Regions from separate parts of the Zea mays genome. Here region 1 is linked to region 2. A link is a contact called in public Hi-C data. All regions are on one chromosome and are shown on one strand. Each heading gives the region's core, a stretch centred on a gene start, on an enhancer-like site or on the middle of the called end of the contact. The rest is flanking DNA. Distances are from core to core; before and after follow the strand shown.

Region 1 (3,186 bases), core at 469-2,968, 610 kb after region 2:
TCCTTATAGTCTAGCTATTGTGTCCGCAGATATACCTTAGTTTAAAAACCACAAATGTGCCACACATGCATGATCAATGCGATGCGATTTGAAATGTTCATCTACACATGTCTAATGTGCATGTGTCTGCATGCACACATGGTAGTTGTGTTATTCTGTGTGGTGTGATGGCTGATAAGAGTGTCGGTTTGGGGGCATTTAACTATTTGTCATCCTTACGAAATCTTCTTAATCATGTGTCATTGGCACATGAATCACTGACATGCCAAAAAAATTGCCATCCACCACCAAATAGTGGCAAATAGTTATTTTTTTCCATCGGTTTAAGGTTGGGATCAGGGTTGGATTAGAGTTGGGATTGGGATGCAAAGGGAAAAAAGGTGTAAGGCTACCTCCCGCACTCTTTCTTATCATATATATCTCTTATTTCAATTTTTTACTTCATAAACAGTGCAGTCTACCAGGCAAAAATTAATGTTCTACGTATGCACGATCTACTGCAAATAGCCTAACACCTAGGCCACTACAAACCAAGAATATCACTAGTCTCTTTCATGATAAATTAGAGTACAAAAATCCGATAGCATAAATCTATAAAAAGAGTAAAATACGGAAGCAACGAAGAAAACTATAATGAAAAGGGGGTTTCACCTCAATTAATAATATTAAACGACTACGGGTACTAGTGGTTGTTAATTCTAGTTTTATTACAACAAAGCAAAAATATTATTACTATCGTCAAGTGTAGAATTAATAGTGAAGATGTGTTGCTAATGCTCTATCCTAGGTTAAGAGGTAACATGGACATATGGTGCATACCAAACTCCACTATGCTCGGCTAAAAACTTTGCAACATGTGTGTGAGCATGTCTCGTATTTGGTGCACATGTTCGGTGCACCACCAGATACGTCCGGTACACATAAAAGATGCATAAAGAGCGCTTTCTTGTTTTTTCCCTCAAGCATGCTAACTCTCCAATGTTTTTCAAAAAAAAATAGAGCACATTTAACATTTTACAAAGTATTTTTAATAATCATTTCATTTCCTATGTATACACATAATTTTAACACCTATTGGCACTAGATGACCATGCTATCTAAGGGCTTGTTTGGGACAAAGGGTAATGAAGGGGATTGAGGGGGCTATAATCCCTCACTATTCAAAATTAAGTAGTAGGGGGTTCTAGCCCCCTTAATCCACTCCATTACCTTTGATCCCAAACAAGCCCTAAAGCTCCATAGTATGTTCATCTAACCTAAATTTAATCATACACTCTATTGTGTTTTGACCAACAAAGCAAAATTCCATGGCTGTACCGTTGCCTTAAACCCTTTTATTTTGCTTTTTTTCCTTCCCCTTTACATTTGAGCACTTAATTGTTATTTGTGGCCTTCACTATTCTTTCTATGGTTGCTATTCGGTGATCAATCTTAAATTTGGAGTAACCAAACTCATTCACAGTACTATAGGCCCAAAGTGTTGACTACCTGGGCGGCAGCCCGGCGGCTAACCGTAGCTCCGCTGTACAGCTGCTAGTCCTAAACTCCTAGCAGCTAGCATTGCAGTTGAACCCATTTTATTTGAAAAAAAAGAATAGAACTAATTTGAACCGATTGGCCCAGGTGTCAGAGAGCCCATGTATACCTTTTGGCCCATTCCTTCCTCATTCGGCTATAAGATGAGCACCTCGGCTGCCGTTACCGCCTTCCTCCCATAACAAAGCCACGTTAGCCGAGAGCTCCTCTGCTCCTCTCGTGTCTGGCCGAACAGGCAGAGCGACCAGTCTCCAGAGCGCTCCCCATGGCGTCAGGAGCTGCGGCGGCCCCTGTCGTTCAGGTGAGCGTCCATGGCTTTTTCACCTGCCGCCGAGTACTCGAATGCTCTTCGATCCCATACCATCATATGAGCTGCCAATTTGGTTGCTAGGTCGTCGTAAATGCTAACCCCCCCTTGATTCTTCCGTTATCTCCAGACTGTGGTGCTGAAGGTTGCCATCCACTGCCATGGCTGCAAGAAGAAGGTCCGGAAGGTGCTCAGGGGCATCGAAGGTGCGTGCCTAGCCGTCTAGAAACACATGCCTCTTGCGAGTCAGCAGGTTCCTGCATACATTTTTGGCTGAACCGAGCGGGGTGGTTCTGGTGATTGTTTTCAGGCGTGCAGGACGTGACGGTGGACGCCTCGCAGCACAAGGTGACTGTGACGGGCACCGTGGACGCCGACACGCTCATCAAGAGGCTGTACAAGTCCGGCAAGAAGGGAGTGCCCTGGCAGTGTCACCCGCCCGCCAAGAACAGCGAGCCCGCGCCGGAGGCCCCGCCGGCTCCGCAGCCTGCCGGCGACGGCGGCAAGGATGCTGCTGCTGCTGCTGCTGTGGCCGCGGCGGACAAGAAGTCGGAGGAGGCGGTGAAGGAGCCGCAGGGCGAGAGCTCCGAGGAGGAGAAGAAGAAGCCGGAGCAGGAGGACGGGGCCGCAGAGAAGAAGCAGCCCGAAGCAGAGTCGTCAAAGGAGGTGGAGAAAGTGGAGGCGAAGACGGACGGCGGTGACAGCGAGGGAGCTGAGACGAAGCAGGCCAAGGGCGCAGCAGAGCCGGCAAAGGAAGCCCCTGCCGCTGCCGGCGCTGCCAATGACGAGGACGAGGCAAAGAAGAGCGACAAGGCCAAGGACGCCGGCACGGCGGAGCCTGCCGCCGTGACGACGGAGAGGTCCCTTCCTTTGGCGCCGGCGCCAAAGCACGCGTACGAGCATGAGTACCGGCCGCCCTACTACGTCGCGCCCGCGCAGCCGGTGCTGAGCTACCACGCGGCGCAGCGCAGCTCGAGCGTGTCGCACTTCGCGCCGCAGGCGCAGCCGGCGTACTCCACGCAACAGGCGCACCCGCATCAAGCGTACTACTCCGCGCAGCCGCAGCCGGGGAAGCAGTGGTCGCCGTCGTACCTGTACATGCCGTACCCGCACGCCGCGGCGCCGGAGCCTTACTACCAGCAGGACTACTACGGCCCGCCCGGGATGCACGCGTCGCCTATGCACGACTCGTCGTACCGCATCTTCGACGACGAGAACCCCAACTCCTGCAGCGTCATGTGAGAGGAGAGCGGATCGGCGCGGCCCGGGCCGCCGTGGCCAGCAGCAGCAGCAGCAGCAGGTAGTTGGGGGGAGGCGGCGCCGCTAGCTACCGCAATAGAGAA
Region 2 (2,947 bases), core at 259-2,758:
TTTACAAGTAACTAACTAAAGGTGATGGTATGCAAAGACTTGTAAACCAGCACATGGATATGGGTTAGGTGCCGGATCGACCGTGTAGGCTACTTAATTAATAACCTTTCAATTATCTTGCCAACGACTGATATGGGTTAGTCACTTCAATTCTACATTAGTGACTGTAGCCAAATACGTACTTGTAGGCTACTTAATTAATAACCTTTCAATTATCTTGCCAACGACTGAAACCAGCCCTGCAGTGTCATGCTGGTCCCCTGCAAATGTTACAATGGGATCGACCGTGTTTAGAGATGGCCAAACGGGCCACCTGGCTCGGCACGGGTCCGGTGAAGCCCGGTCCGTTTTGGGTTGGGTCTGACCCGTCAAACACGTTAGAAAACCGGACCGGGCCATCTAAGCCTGCGGGCTTGTTTCCCTGTCCGAGCCCGCTCACAGCGGGCCTAAACGACCCGGTAAGCACGGAAAAAGCGGACCAAAAAAGTGGGCTAAACGGACCGGTAAGCACGGTTTAGTGCAAAAAACGGGTTTGACGGGTTTAGAGGTAAACGGGTCGTGCCGGGCTAGCCCACCGTGCATAATTTCTTGTCCAGGCCCGGCCCGCTTATTCGTGCCGGCCCGGACCCGTATAAAAGCGGGTCAGACCGGGCCAAAAAAAGTGCTTCGGGCTAGAGGCTTTCGTGCTACGTGCTTTCTGTACATCTATAACCGTGTTAGGATGTGTTGTGATAAAGTTGAAACCGAACGGGTGGGGGTGTGATGCTGAGCTCATAGAGGATCTTGAGTTGTGAGGCCTCAAACCCATGTTTACTGAACTAAGGACGGTGCCAGAATAGTTCTACTATAAAAGGAACCGAGCTAGTATAAAGTGAGATGACTCATGCATATTTAGAACTTGTTCGGTTGCGTGTAGATCAAAGAATTATCCTCTTTAATCCCTTTAATCTAGATGCAACCGAACAAGATGAGAGGTATGCATGTTTCCTGTCTCATCCCAAACACATTGGGTTGAATCCTGAATGAACCGCATGATTGCAGCTCTCCCGGCAGCTCGCCGCAGCATCATCAGGAAAGCGGCCGTTAGGAGAAACGCAGACGCCTACGCTACGACGAGCATGATTCACATGATCACACCTTAACTTCTCAAGGGCAAAAGGCCTATATGAGCATGATGCTCCCTGTCCCCCTTTTCTATACATTTCCTTATAGCTCATGGCTTTGCAGTCCGCGCCGCCATCATCAGACCTCCGTTCCATCTGTGACTGTGATCCATGGCCGTGGCTAGGCTAGCCGTAGCATTTTTGCCAGCGAGAGCCTTTTGAATTGAGCTATAGCTGCGGCCCATGGGCGTGGGCATCAGATTTGGGACTGGCTTTCTGCACGCACTCCCACACCACACACACACCGGCCACTGTCTAAAAGGCACTAGTGCTACAAATAAGCTGCACTGTCCTCTGCCCTGACGCCCACGTAAACATATTTGGCGTGCATCCCTTCGCAGTGTTTGCTTGCTGTGCTGACTTCATTGGAGAGAGAGACAGTGAAGAGTAGAGGAGAGAGAGAGAGAGAGAGAGAGAGAGAGAGAGAGAGAGAGAGAGAGAGAGAGAGAGAGAAAATGGGCGTGGCGACGGTGACAGAGCTGAAGCAGAGCATCTCCGGGAAGAGGACATTCCGGCCGAGCCTCATCAGCCGCCACGCCAATGAGTGGTAACTCACTCGCGTTCCTGCTTCGTTCCTCGGATCCTGTGCTCCTCTCCTGAACTCGACTCTGCGTTCTGCCAGGCCTCCGACCGACGTCTCCAGCGACCTCACCGTCGAGGTCGGCACCTCCAGCTTCGCACTCCACAAGGTGAGAGCTGAGAGCTCCTTGCCCTTCCACAAGAAAACGAAAAAAAAAAAGAAAGAAGATTAAAACGATGTGCTAACGCCGGCGGCATAGCTGTTCGCGCAGTTCCCGCTGGTCTCCCGGAGCGGCAAGATCCGGCGCCTCGTCGCGGAGGCCAAGGACGCCAAGCTGGCGCGGCTCAGCCTGCACGGCACCCCGGGGGGCGCGCCGGCGTTCGAGCTCGCCGCCAAGTTCTGCTACGGCGTCCACGTGGACGTCACGGTCGCCAACGTCGCCATGCTGCGCTGCGCCGCGCACTACCTGCAGATCACCGACGACTTCTCCGACAAGAGCCTGGAGCTCCGCGCCGAGGCCTTCCTCCGCGACGCGGTGCTCCCCAGCATCGCCAGCTCCGTCGCCGTGCTCCGCAGCTGCGAGGCGCTGCTCCCGGCCGCCGAGGACGTCGGCCTCGTGCCCCGCCTCATCGCCGCCGTCGCCACCAACGTGTGCAAGGAGCAGCTCACCTCGGGGCTGTCCAAGCTGGACCAGTGCGCGCAGCTCAAGCCCGCGGCGGCGTTCGCCGACCTCGACCCGCCGGCCGACTGGTGGGGCAAGTCCGTGGCCGCGCTCGGCCTCGACTTCTTCCAGCGGCTGCTCTCCGCGGTCAAGGCCAAGGGGCTCAAGCAGGAGACGGTCACCAGGATCCTCATCAACTACGCGCAGAACGCGCTGCACGGGCTCATGGCCAGGGACGTGCACAGATGCGGCGGCGCGGACGCCGACGCCGTCAAGAAGCAGCGCGCCGTCGTGGAGGCCATCGTGGGCCTTCTCCCGGCGCAGTCCAGGAAGAGCCCCGTGCCCATGGCCTTCCTCTCGGGGCTCCTCAAGACGTCGATGGCGGTGTCCGCGTCCAGCATCTGCAGGGCCGACCTGGAGAAGCGGATCGGCATGCAGATGGACCAGGCCATCCTGGAGGACATCCTCATCGCCGCGGGCGCCGCCGTGGGCGCGCCGGCCGGTCAGCAGCACGCGCTGTACGACACGGACGTGGTGGCGCGCATCTTCTCGGTGTTCCTCAACCTCGACGACGACCATAACGAGGAGGACGACGGGTTCGAC

Evidence for each region. A called contact is a pair of places that touch in the nucleus more often than the background predicts.
Region 1: a contact with region 2 is called in a Hi-C map of ear, with 1.7 times the contacts expected there. The contact joins the promoter of LOC100280024 here to the promoter of LOC103639140 in region 2. A contact is called at or near these places in 2 of 25 Hi-C or Micro-C datasets (ear and tassel).

What each region holds. Positions count from the first base shown.
Region 1 is chr9:135,927,716-135,930,901 of Zm-B73-REFERENCE-NAM-5.0, forward strand. LOC100280024 reads left to right here and starts at 1,719. Exons shown (of 3, transcript NM_001152969.1): 1 at 1,719-1,837; 2 at 1,974-2,049; 3 at 2,154-3,186. The coding sequence starts at 1,802. The coding sequence ends at 3,085.
Region 2 is chr9:135,317,886-135,320,832 of Zm-B73-REFERENCE-NAM-5.0, forward strand. It overlaps LOC103639140 (putative phototropic-responsive NPH3 family protein), which reads left to right and starts at 1,509. Exons shown (of 4, transcript NM_001323421.1): 1 at 1,509-1,710; 2 at 1,786-1,852; 3 at 1,955-2,947. The coding sequence starts at 1,619.